Linked DNA regions of Mus musculus: region 2 is linked to region 1. The links are chromatin contacts, called in public HiChIP or PLAC-seq maps. All regions are on one chromosome and are shown on one strand. Each heading gives the region's core, a stretch centred on a gene start, on an enhancer-like site or on the middle of the called end of the contact. The rest is flanking DNA. Distances are from core to core; before and after follow the strand shown. Region 1 overlaps Enpp6 (ectonucleotide pyrophosphatase/phosphodiesterase 6). Region 2 holds the start of Stox2 (storkhead box 2).

What was found. HiChIP or PLAC-seq counts read pairs in DNA pulled down with a chosen protein or histone mark.
Region 2: an H3K4me3 HiChIP or PLAC-seq map of embryonic limb bud shows a contact between it and region 1, with 2.4 times the contacts expected there. The contact joins the promoter of Stox2 here to the enhancer-like site in region 1. A contact is called at or near these places in 1 of 484 Hi-C or Micro-C datasets (the N1E-115 cell line), 11 of 115 datasets of contacts at active chromatin or transcription factors (bone marrow-derived dendritic cells, craniofacial prominence, embryonic basal ganglia and 7 more) and 3 of 9 other capture datasets (adipose tissue, liver and pancreatic islet).

The regions. Positions count from the first base shown.
Region 1 is chr8:47,057,624-47,062,727 of GRCm38.p6, forward strand. All of the region lies in intron 3 of Enpp6 (ectonucleotide pyrophosphatase/phosphodiesterase 6), which reads left to right. Among named protein-coding and RNA genes, the nearest start is that of Gm31231, 23 kb to the right of the region's middle. Within about 2 kb of position 3,793, at least 7 of the 459 cell types and tissues checked have an H3K27ac peak or open chromatin away from gene starts, as enhancers often do. A contact at or near this core is called in embryonic limb bud, where this site is marked.
Region 2 is chr8:47,286,805-47,292,496 of GRCm38.p6, forward strand. Stox2 (storkhead box 2) reads right to left here and starts at 2,598. Exons shown (of 4, transcript NM_001114311.1): 1 at 1,076-2,598. The coding sequence starts at 1,241.

The DNA.
Region 1 (5,104 bases), core at 2,543-5,042:
AACTCAAACATCATCCTGGAGGAAGGAACTGAAGCAGAGACCATAGAGGAACATGGCTTACTGGTTTGTTTTCTTACATTGATTGGCTACCTTTGTGTATACCCCAGGCCAACATGCCAGGTATGGTGGCGCCCATAGAGGGCCTTTCTACAAAAATCAACACTCAAGACTGATGGCTCACAGACATGCCCATAGACCAAGCTGATCTCTTCAACTCAGCTTCACTCTATACAGATATGTCTATGTCTGTAACAAGTTGACAAAATTTAATTATGACAACATCTCACAAAAGCATCTCTGAGTCTTGAAGGTTAACTTCCTTCTCTTGACTTCACAAGCTCTTGGGGTAACGTGGGCACCCAGGCTCTTCTAGAAGAGGCTTGGGTCGGCAAGGCTTCCAGGGCCTTCCCTGTGTGTGAAGTGACTGGAAAATGTGGCTTCTTAATCCAACAACCCAGTCCATACTCATATCTTCAAGATGCCTTGAAAGAAGAACCAGACAGATAGAAGAGGTTGAGAATCATCCTCTCTGGGACCATCCTGGGACTGGGCTCTTGAAGGTTAGAGAAGGGTGATGCTTTGAATGAGAATGTCCTCATAGGCTCATGTATTTGAATGTTTGGTCCCCAGTTGGGTGTTTTGGAGAAGGATTAGGAGGTGTGTCCTTGTTAGCCGAGGTATGTGACTGTGAGAGGACTTTGAGGTTTAAAAGTCTGTGCCACCTACAGTCTGTCTGTCTCTGCCTCTCTCTGCCTCTCTCTCTCTCTGCCTCTCTCTCTCTCTCTCTCTTTCTGTCTGCTACCCACAGGTAAGATATAAGCTCTCAGCTACTGCTCAAGTGCCATGCCTGCCTGCCTGCCTGCCTGTCTACTGCCATGCTTCCTTCCATGATGGTCATAAACTGACCCACTGAAACTGTAAGCACTCCCCAGCCCGGATAACTACTCTCTGTGATAAGTTGACTTGGTCATGGCATCTCTTCACAACAATTGAACAGTAACTAAGACAAAGGGGGATTCGGCTTTTTGTCTCTAGCAGCAGCCTGCCCCACTGATGTTTTCTGAACTCTGTCATCACACATAAAGACTCAGCAGGCAGGGCCCCTGAGCACAATACCACCCGCTCCACACCCACCCCTACCCCTACCCCCACTCCGCTTCCAAAACACAAGGCAGTTCATGGTCCATTATCACTTGATTCATTGTTGTCTTGGAAATTCTGTTTGCAGGAGGCTCATGGTGAGTTAAAAAAAAAAAAGTACCCAGTGCTAAAGACCAACTAAAGAATAGTTTGTAGAGTAGGAGAAGAGGGATCAGGAGGTAACCAGGGAGCCCTGGCTGCATGGAGGAAGCAGTTACTGCTTCCAACATGGTGCCAAGCAGATTGTACATGTAACCTGTTCAACGGGGCTCTGGAACCCAGGCCTGGTAGTACAAGACCATAATCCCAACTATGCTGAGACAGAAGGTTCAAAGGTTCAAGTTCTGTCTGAGCCACAGGGAGAGCTCAAGGTCAGTTTTTAAGTATCTTAGTAAGTAAGGAGTCTTAATGATAAAGGACCTGCCAATCATCATGGGTAGGGCCCAAGGTTAATGCTCACAATGGGAAATTACAATAGCATACTGACAAATAACATAGAAAACCAAAGAAAGCAAGATCTGGGCAGCCGCAGCAGGGGAACACCAGCTAAGAACTTTGGTTGACCTCTCAACTATTGCATACAGCTCCAGAGGAGTTCCTTTGGCCACCTCAACTCTCAGAACTCCAGCCACTGTTGAAGATAATAAAGGAACGGATGGATGGCAAGATAATTCCTCCCACCTGGCAAAGGAAGCCAGTTCAAGTATCTTGGCTGGGTTCCTCTTCTCTATGAACAGGCTAAGAAGAGTGGAGAAGCTCGCTCCTATTCAGTAGGGATGAAACTCTCCTACCTGCTAAACCTATACACTCAGGCAAAGTGATAAAGCCAAGCGGAAGAAGGCATTTCATCTCCCTCCCTCCCTCTCTCCCTCCCTTCATTCCTCCCTCCCTTCCTCCATCCCTCCATCCCTTCCTTCTTTCCTTGTGTCCTTCTCTTTTGCTCTGTGTCCAACACTATACCAGCAGCTCATTTAGCACCCAAATGGCAGTATATTAGTTGCTTTTCAGTTGTGCAATAAAACACCATGACCAAGACAACTTATAGAACAAAGAATTTATTTGGTTTGGGGTTTTATACAATTAGAGTCCATAATGGCAGACACTGAATGGCAGCAGGGAGTACACGTGGTGGCTGAAGTAGAGACCTGCAAGCTGAGAGTGCATATGGCAACCACTATCACAGAGTAGAGAGGATGAACTGAAAACAGGGGAGGATTTTACTCTTAAAACCCATAGCTGCTGATACACTTTCTCCAGCAAGGCCATACCACGTAGACCTCCCTAAACATCACCATCAGCCGGGGGGTGGGGTGGGGTGGGGGGGTGGTCATGTTTTCAAATACATGAGACTACTGGACACATTTATTATTCAAGTCACTGTAGGTCGGTTTTGCAAACAGAGAAACAGGGGTATAGGGATAATTTTCCCATTCATCAGAGATATCCTTATTGAGAAGGGAAGCCAGAATCTGAAACCACATTTGTGCCCAAGGTAATTTTCACAAACTACCATGTACTCGTTCTGTTTTTGAGACTTCTCTTAGTTAGGGTCTTACTGCTGTGAACGGACAACGTGACCAAAGCAACTCTTCAAAAGAACATTTAACTGGGGCTGGCTTATGCTTCAGAGGTTCAGTCCATTATCATCAAGGTGGGAGCATGGCAGCATCCAGGCAGGCATGGTACAGGAGGAGCTGAGAGCTCTACATCTTCATCTGAAAGCTGCTAGCTGTATCTGACTTCCAGGCAGCTACAATGAGAGACTTATAGCCCACACCCACAGTGACATACCTACTCCAACAGGGCCTAACCTTCTAATCCTGCCACACCTGCTAATCCCTGGGCCGTGCATATACAAACCATCACAAGACTTATGCCAAGATTCAAATCAACTTACTACTGATAGGGTGAGAATATCAAGGCATCTTGGAGGATATGAGAAAGCAAAACTGACCACAAAGGATGCTGAGGAATGAAGAGATACAGATATTGTCATATGTAGAAATATCAATAACATTGAGAATAATAAAACCATAATTTCAGGTTTCCAGCCCCCCACCAAAAATTTTTTAAATGTTATCTTAAAGGTTTCCTGCTAGCTACCAGCTAGGTTTGCAGAAATCTGAATGGTAACGGTGAATGAAGTCTTGTATCTTTTAAACTAGTGTATTGGACAGTGCCCCAACATGATACTGAAAGGACACACTGTCATTTCAGGGTCCTTCTTTTAAAACGATAAATCATCTTTCTTAACAGTCAAGAACTAACCATACCTTTACATCGCTTCCATTTCCCTCTGCCCAATTCTTCTCTCCTCCCAACGTACTTCAGTAAGAAAAATGGATACGACATTGTGAACTTTTTATACTGCAGAGCAATCTAGACAGAATTATAAGGTGATAGGAGACTTGGGTGTCCCTGAAACGCTGGGGTTGGAGGCCCCCTGCAGCTTTCTGAGACTAGGTTTGATAGCCACATGTCCTTCTGGCATGGTTCCTGAACCTCAAAGCTGTAAATGGCCAATAGCAGACACAGAATCTGCGTCACCTAACCCTATGACAAACGAGCTGACCTGTGATAGAGACCAGACCCACATCGGAAACAGCTGGCTACCAAAAATTTATCTGCTAAACTCCAAGCAGGCAAGAGCTGTCAGCCCTGGGAGACTTCAGTCCCTAATGAATCAATGAAATCTTAACCTAGAAAGCTCTCACATGTGTACTCCCCGTAACACAAGCATCCCAAATCAAGTGTTCCTGGCATCTGAGGTTGACAGCTTCCTGAAACAATGCCATCAGGTCAATTGTGACACTTTCCAGCTTTCTAACCACATAGAGATTTTCCAATGTGATAAACAGCCTTAGAGAAACCAGCCCGTTCTAAAGTGCCCTACAAATATTCTGCAATACAATGGGTATTAAAATGAAGAGACCTGGGAGTAGTTTATTAAACTTCAATGCCACAGTAAGCCTCACTTTAGTGAGTCGCCAATGTATTAAGTGGGATTTTCCAACACATGTAGGGCCCATGCTGGAAGTGTGGACTCCTAAACAGATGATATAGTGAGTGAACCAGCACATCTGGAATGCCTAAGGTGCACATCTGGAGTGCCTAAGATGCCAGGAGATAAAGCAGATAAATGTGGAGGCTTATCTGCAGGACAGATTTTATGGACGGTTTCATTGTGTTCAGATGTAATGATGGAGGAAGATCCCAGAGCCCAGAGCCTTACCAGTCATGGACCATGAGCGAATTTCAGCATATGGATGAAATCATATTACCTATTACTAACTTCTCCCCACCACCTCCACACTTGTAGGGCCCTAGAGGGACCTTTCGTACCTGACCCTGTACAGACGCAGAGGCAGTCTGAATTAGTCATTCTCACATTAGGGTGTACAAATAATAGCATTTGTGAGAAAAATCTAAATACTAACATAACCCAATTCGTATTATGGAGGAGGTGGTGACAGGGCCTATTAATGAGGGGTCAGTTTGTTTTGTTCTAAAAAGAGAAAAGAACATTTGACTAACAATTTCACTTCTCTAAAAACTAGAGTTTTCTCAGGGCTGCAAATGATGTACACCCCAGAGTGCTCAGAAGAACATGAGGGTATCAATAACTGGTACGTGGCCATAAAGAAGAGGATACCAGGCAGAGACGGCTCTGAAGTCTCTTCCCTAGTTGGGAAGATGGAGTAGATGCAGATAGGCATTTAAAGGCCCAGTTACATTTGTAAGTTTCAGCTCTGTCTCAGAGATCTGCCAGGGAGTGAGAATCTCCCAGAACTCTCTGAATTCTGCTTCTTCGTGCACAAATCTATAAATGCTCTTCTGTGAGGACACTTGTCCCTAAAGCTCCAGGCCTGGAAACGGTTACATACAGATACACAGAGTATCTAGGTGACAATGAGGGTGTCTCTGAATGTCCTTTCCTGTAGCCAGCTCTGGGAGTTAGTGTAAG
Region 2 (5,692 bases), core at 1,348-3,847, 230 kb after region 1:
TAGCTACTTTGAGGCTTTTTCTGGGAATGGAGACGTGGTCACAGTACATTTTTAAAGTGTGAGACACTGACCCCAATTTAAAAGGATTTGCTATTCAGGGAGAAAGTAAGGCTTGACTATAAGTACCAACCACAAGCTTAAAACAATCTCCCCAGTTAAGACAGGGTTTAGAGTGGTTTGGTCTCCACGCTTCCACGACATTGCATTTAAAAGCAAATTCTTTCCAGAATGAAACATTTTTCACACCCTTACTTGTAAGGGACACAAAATGCAAGGTTCGCAGGATTTCCCCCTTCAGCATCCCTGGTCCAGTATCACAAGCCAGTGAATGGGATTCAAAGAAAACCAGCTCATTCCAGGAGGCTCTGAGCAGTCACCGCTTTCTCACAAGAAACCTATTTTTTGAAGCCTTCAATTCTAGGACCATTGTGTTTGCCCTTCCCATCCGGCATGCAAAACACGATACAGCCTCCATTCCATCCACAGCACTGATGCAAGCTATGCTAAGTCCACGCGCAATCGTGCGAGCGTTCCGTATGCAAACACACCACGACTCCCTCCCCAAGCTTTCAATGAGCTCCACGGCATAGCTCCTGCATACAAATTGAAACAGACTCAGACGGACATGGGCAGAGCTTCCCCCTGCCTCGAATCTCCAGAACGGTGCAAAGAACCTGTTCCTTTTTTTAAAAGGGGGGGAGGGAGTGTTTAAATATCCTCTAAGCCATAATGCAGGCAGGCCCAGGCGAACCTGGTATTGCGGGCAACCCTGGACTAAGGCTCGCCTTTCACAAAGCTCAGGGAAGGCTGCAGCCATCCTATCTCCCTGCAGACCAGATGCTCAGCTCAATCCCCCTCCCCGATTTTTACCTAAAGAATAGCTCTCCAACCCCATATTGAGAGGGCCTGCTGTGGATCTTACAGAGGTACAAAATGGTGGATGGGAGCTAATTTTTCCCTGCTCTCCCCATACATAACTCGGCACATCCATCACCGCAGGTCCTCCTCTACCCCAAACCCTCAACTAGCCGCGGCGCAGCAATCACAGGCGGCGGCTGAACCGTGCTTTACCAACCTGATGTCATGTAGCCCCTAGAAGCCTGGGGCGCGAAGGCCGCGGGGAAGCGCTTGTGCAGGCGGTAGTCCTTCTCGCTGCGGGACCTCATGCGGTCCGAGGCCCGGTCCGAGAAATCCGAGCTAGGCCAGGCTCGCCGCAAGGTTGTGCTCCGGGTCTTCTTCATGGTGGGAAAGGGCGACCCTGGTGCCCCGATAGTAGGGCCTCAGCGCCAGGGCGCAGCGCGCTGCTTCATCCGTCTACCGAGGCCACGACCCGGGAGGACTCTGCGCACATTTTTTCCCCCAGCCCCTCTTCTCGTCGGTGTCTACACCGCCGGCGGCAGGTCCGGCCCTCCCCACGCCCCCCCACACCCCCACGGAGAAGGCTCGGATTTTACACTCGTCCCACAATGCATTCCACTTCATTTGCAATCCGCCGGGCTTCCAGCTTCCAGATTCCTGAGGGGGAAGGCACGTTGGGAGGCTCGGCGGCCGGGAGGGGGCGGCCCGGGTGGGGGCGCCGAGACTTGCAGCGTGGAAGCAATGGGAGCGCAGACAATGGCCCGATTCAGCGCAGGAGTGCTTAGCCAACTGTGCGCCACAGCACAAAAGACCCAAACAAATGAGGAAGCCGAGGCCTCCGGGGGCCGACCCGGGATCGCACGCCCCGGCAGCTTGACCGGTGGGCGGCAGCCCCAACCGCACTAGGAGGCTTCAGCGCGAGGCGTGGGGATGACAGCGTCCGAGTCGCGTCCCCCTGGACCTCCCAGCCGCGAGGGCCGCAGTCCCCGGCGCCCGCTGTCTCTGCTTCTCTCTCGCAGTCCTCGGGAGGCAGTCTTCATTCCAGAGGCTCGAACGGGGGGCGCACGGGAGCACCGGGACCGCCGCTGCGACAACGCAGGAAGAGCCCCGTTGGGTGCTGGCGACCGCGGCGCGCCGTCAGGCTTCCTCCTTCCGAGGCTGGCGGGGGCGCGGGAGGGTGGGGGCGCGTGCCGACACGCGTGGGTCCCCCGCCGCAGGCATACTCTTACTCACGGGCCGCGGTGGCTGCGGAGCCCGGCGATCGGCCCCCGCGCGAGGCCATCGCGGCTCGGGGACTAGCGCGTTGCGCTCTGGCACCGCCGAAAGCGGGACGGCTACCCAGTGTCATGCTAATCTCGGGGCAGCGCGGAGGCTCGGCGTAGATCCCCGCAGCAAAGCCCCAGCGGCGACGGCGACGGCGGCGGCGGCGGCGGCGGCGCGGGGCCTGGGCCCTGCGGATGACACCGCGCGGATCGTTCCACGTCTTTCCGATGGTCCCTCCCCCTCGCTCCGAGGGCTAGCCTTCGTGGGAACGCGCTGATCTGCGGCGCCCGGCCTGGTCCACCTGCGCCCAGCCGGAGACGCGGGGCGCCGCGAACGCGCGGGGACGCCAGGCCCACGCCGACTGCCACGCGCCAACGGCCTGCGCCCTCTGCGATCCTGAGTGGAAGTCACTCCCCAATGGCCTGGTTGCGCTGGCGGGCCCGGGGCCTCTGCACCGCCGGGCCCTGCACAGCTGCTTATGGTCCAAGCACCAATCGCTGCAGGACAGCGGTGCGCGCGGAGGAGGGGGCGCGGGCCAGACGCGAGGTCACGCCGAGTTAAAGGCGCCCGGCCTGGCCGCCAGCCCCGCCACGCGCCGCCACTCCCATTCTTATCCACCACTCTCACCTCCCCATTTGGGTTGCCAAAAATGCGTTTTGAGCTCTAAACAAGGAGAATAAACTTGATTGCCTCTGGAGGTGATCTGTCATTTCCCGTTTGAGCTGGGTGGTTTTTTTTTTTTTTTTTCTTTCTTTCTTTCTTTTTTTTTTTTTTCCTTTTCTTTAATGCATCTGTGACAACGAGACGTTCCCAATCATTTTTAAAGGTGGCATTCCACGCTGATGGGTGACAAGATGCAGAGCCAGCAATAGGAAGCCTTCATGGAAACGTGTATTCAGCAGTCGGAGGGCCCTAAAGGGTTAAGATTCAGGAAGCTCTGGCAAGACATCCAGGAGGCAGAAAGGCAATGAGATCTAGAAGGGAGGCCATCATCCATCTCCAGTATGTGGCTTGGTAATACATAGCCAGAACAACCTCTCTGTGGATACCAAGGGGGTGGGGATAAAAAGCCACAAGTCGCATATAAAACCTATAACTACATCAAGCAATATTAATTACTAACTACAAACCTATTAGCTAAATGTTTAGCGACCTCCTTTTAGATTCAAGACAAGCCTTTAAAAGGTACCCTTTGCTAAAATGGCAAGGAACAGAAAGACGACTGGTTTAGAAGATCAATGTGTAAAGGGCCATAGAGGTGAATTTTTTGTTAATGTTTTCACGAATGGGCGTTACTGACATTCAGGTATCTCAAATCAACAAAACATCAGTTCTCAAGACACCAAAATGGTCACACAAATTTTTGCAGTAATTATGACTTAAGAGGGATTGTGATCATGTGACAACTTTGGTATTCATTCACTGAGCAGATTAAATAGGCAACATACCAAATATGGTCCCATGCAATGAATGGTCCAGCAGAAAAGAAATGCAGGAAGCTGAGTTAAAGCCAAAAGTTGTGCCACATTTTATAAAGATGCATTAACCTCTGTGAGGCATGCCAGTAGCTGGGGCCTAGAGCATGAAGAGCCCCTCAAAGAGTGAAGGGATTGGTGTCCAGGGCCATGGGAACAAGTGCGACGGTCCTGAAGTCTAAACCAGTCTTGGTTTCTGTTGGAAGAAATGCAAGAAGGCCAGTATGGCTGGAGTCAGAGCTGAACAGGAAAGCCGTGGGCGGTGAGGTCAGAGAGAGGGAGCGTAGATCATGCAGGGACTTGCTAGCCATGTTCAAAGTTTTATTTCCTACTCTTGATGGACTGGGGGCCACAGAAGAACTCAAAGCAAAAATACAGCCATAATTTTATAATTTCTATATAGAAGGAGTTTAGAGGGTATAATATAAGGCAGGGGCTAGTTGGTAATTACATGTAATATGTTTTTAAAAAATGATCATGTTCACACTGTGAAAGGATGAGTGGGGCTGGTATACATTTGAAGAGGAGAGCTACATCTGGTCTCAGTCGCTTGTGACAACAGACCTTGCAGGGAACTGAGAGCATCCACTGGCCAAGCAGCCACACCAGGCACCTAAGAAGCAGGCAGCAAACATGCCAGGGTTCTCAGAACCCAGATGATGCATGAAGCAGGTATGGTAGCCGCTGCCACCCACCCACCCCCACCACTGTCAGTAACTGACTCACCCACGTCAGCTAACAATGCGCAATGGTCATCCCAAGAGAACGGATGAGTGCAGCCACTGGGAAAGTCGGGTTCATCATGTCCATTCATCTGTGCTATGGGAAAGACTGCTTTGTTCATGGGACCCCGGGATTCCCCAGCCACAGCGCCTAGCCGCCAAGTCCTCCTAGAGCCATAGCGTATCCTAGTCATGAACTATCTATTTACCAAGTCAGCCCATTGTTGGGAACCCCAATATTCAATCTGAGAAATTCACAACTAAGATTTAATTGCTAGGGATTCAGTTCAGCTACAAGAATGGGGAGTTGAGTTATAAAACCACAACCCACGTAAAAAGCCAGGTGTGCGCTTGTAAACCCAGCACTTGGAGGGGCAGAGACTAGAGGATCACTGGGGCTCCCCAGTCAGCCAGTCTGTAATCCTCAAAGATACAGATCCAGGTCAGACCAGAGACATTGTCTCAAAACAAAACAAAACAAAACACCAAAAAAGCCACTGACAGCATCCGGGAACAGTGCCTAAAATGAACCTCTGGCCTCCACCTGTGCATGTACCTCCAACCCACCCACACAAACACACACATACACAAATTCACATGCACATGTAGACGCACACACACAGGCATACACAGATACCTATACATAAACACGCTGCATAGCCATACATATAACAATGGCCAAGCAAGTCCAATTTCTAAAATTAAAGTTTTAATCAAGCTTAAGACGCCTTTGCATACTTAGTTTTATGTATGAGATCATAAATACTAAGGAGATCTGTTTTGTGACTTGACTTCGATTGTGTCATTGTTTTTAGGCTCGTTAAGAAGGAAAAAGTGTAAAGTTTGACTGAGATTCTCCTCTAAAGTTTAAATCATTTAAAATTATCAGATTTGTCGCGCGTTGAGTGAATTTAAGAGGCACGGAGTGTGTGCCCCAGATGGTAGGGACGTCTCGTTCTAGTCATTGCTGCTCAGTGTTCTAACTAGGTGACTAGGAAAGGCTATTAAACACTAGGAAAGATTTGAGCTAAAGTCTTTCCCAGTCAGATATGTCAACTGATTTAAAATTTTTGAATATACAAAATATACAGTATTAAAAATAAAAGGAAAAAAAGCACTATCAACAGAAAAAAATTATCCCTTCTACAGAATGGGAGAAAAATGCAAACCATAAATCTAATAAGGGATTAGTATCTCCCAATATAGAGAGAACTGTTAAAACTCAAAGCAAAAACACCACACACACACACCAATAACACACCCCAAAAGCTTCCAAGTAGACACACAGATAGCCAGTAAGAATAAGCACAGAAGGGCTGGAGAGATGGCTCAGCTATTAAACACTAGACTCACAAACAAAAATATAACTATAAT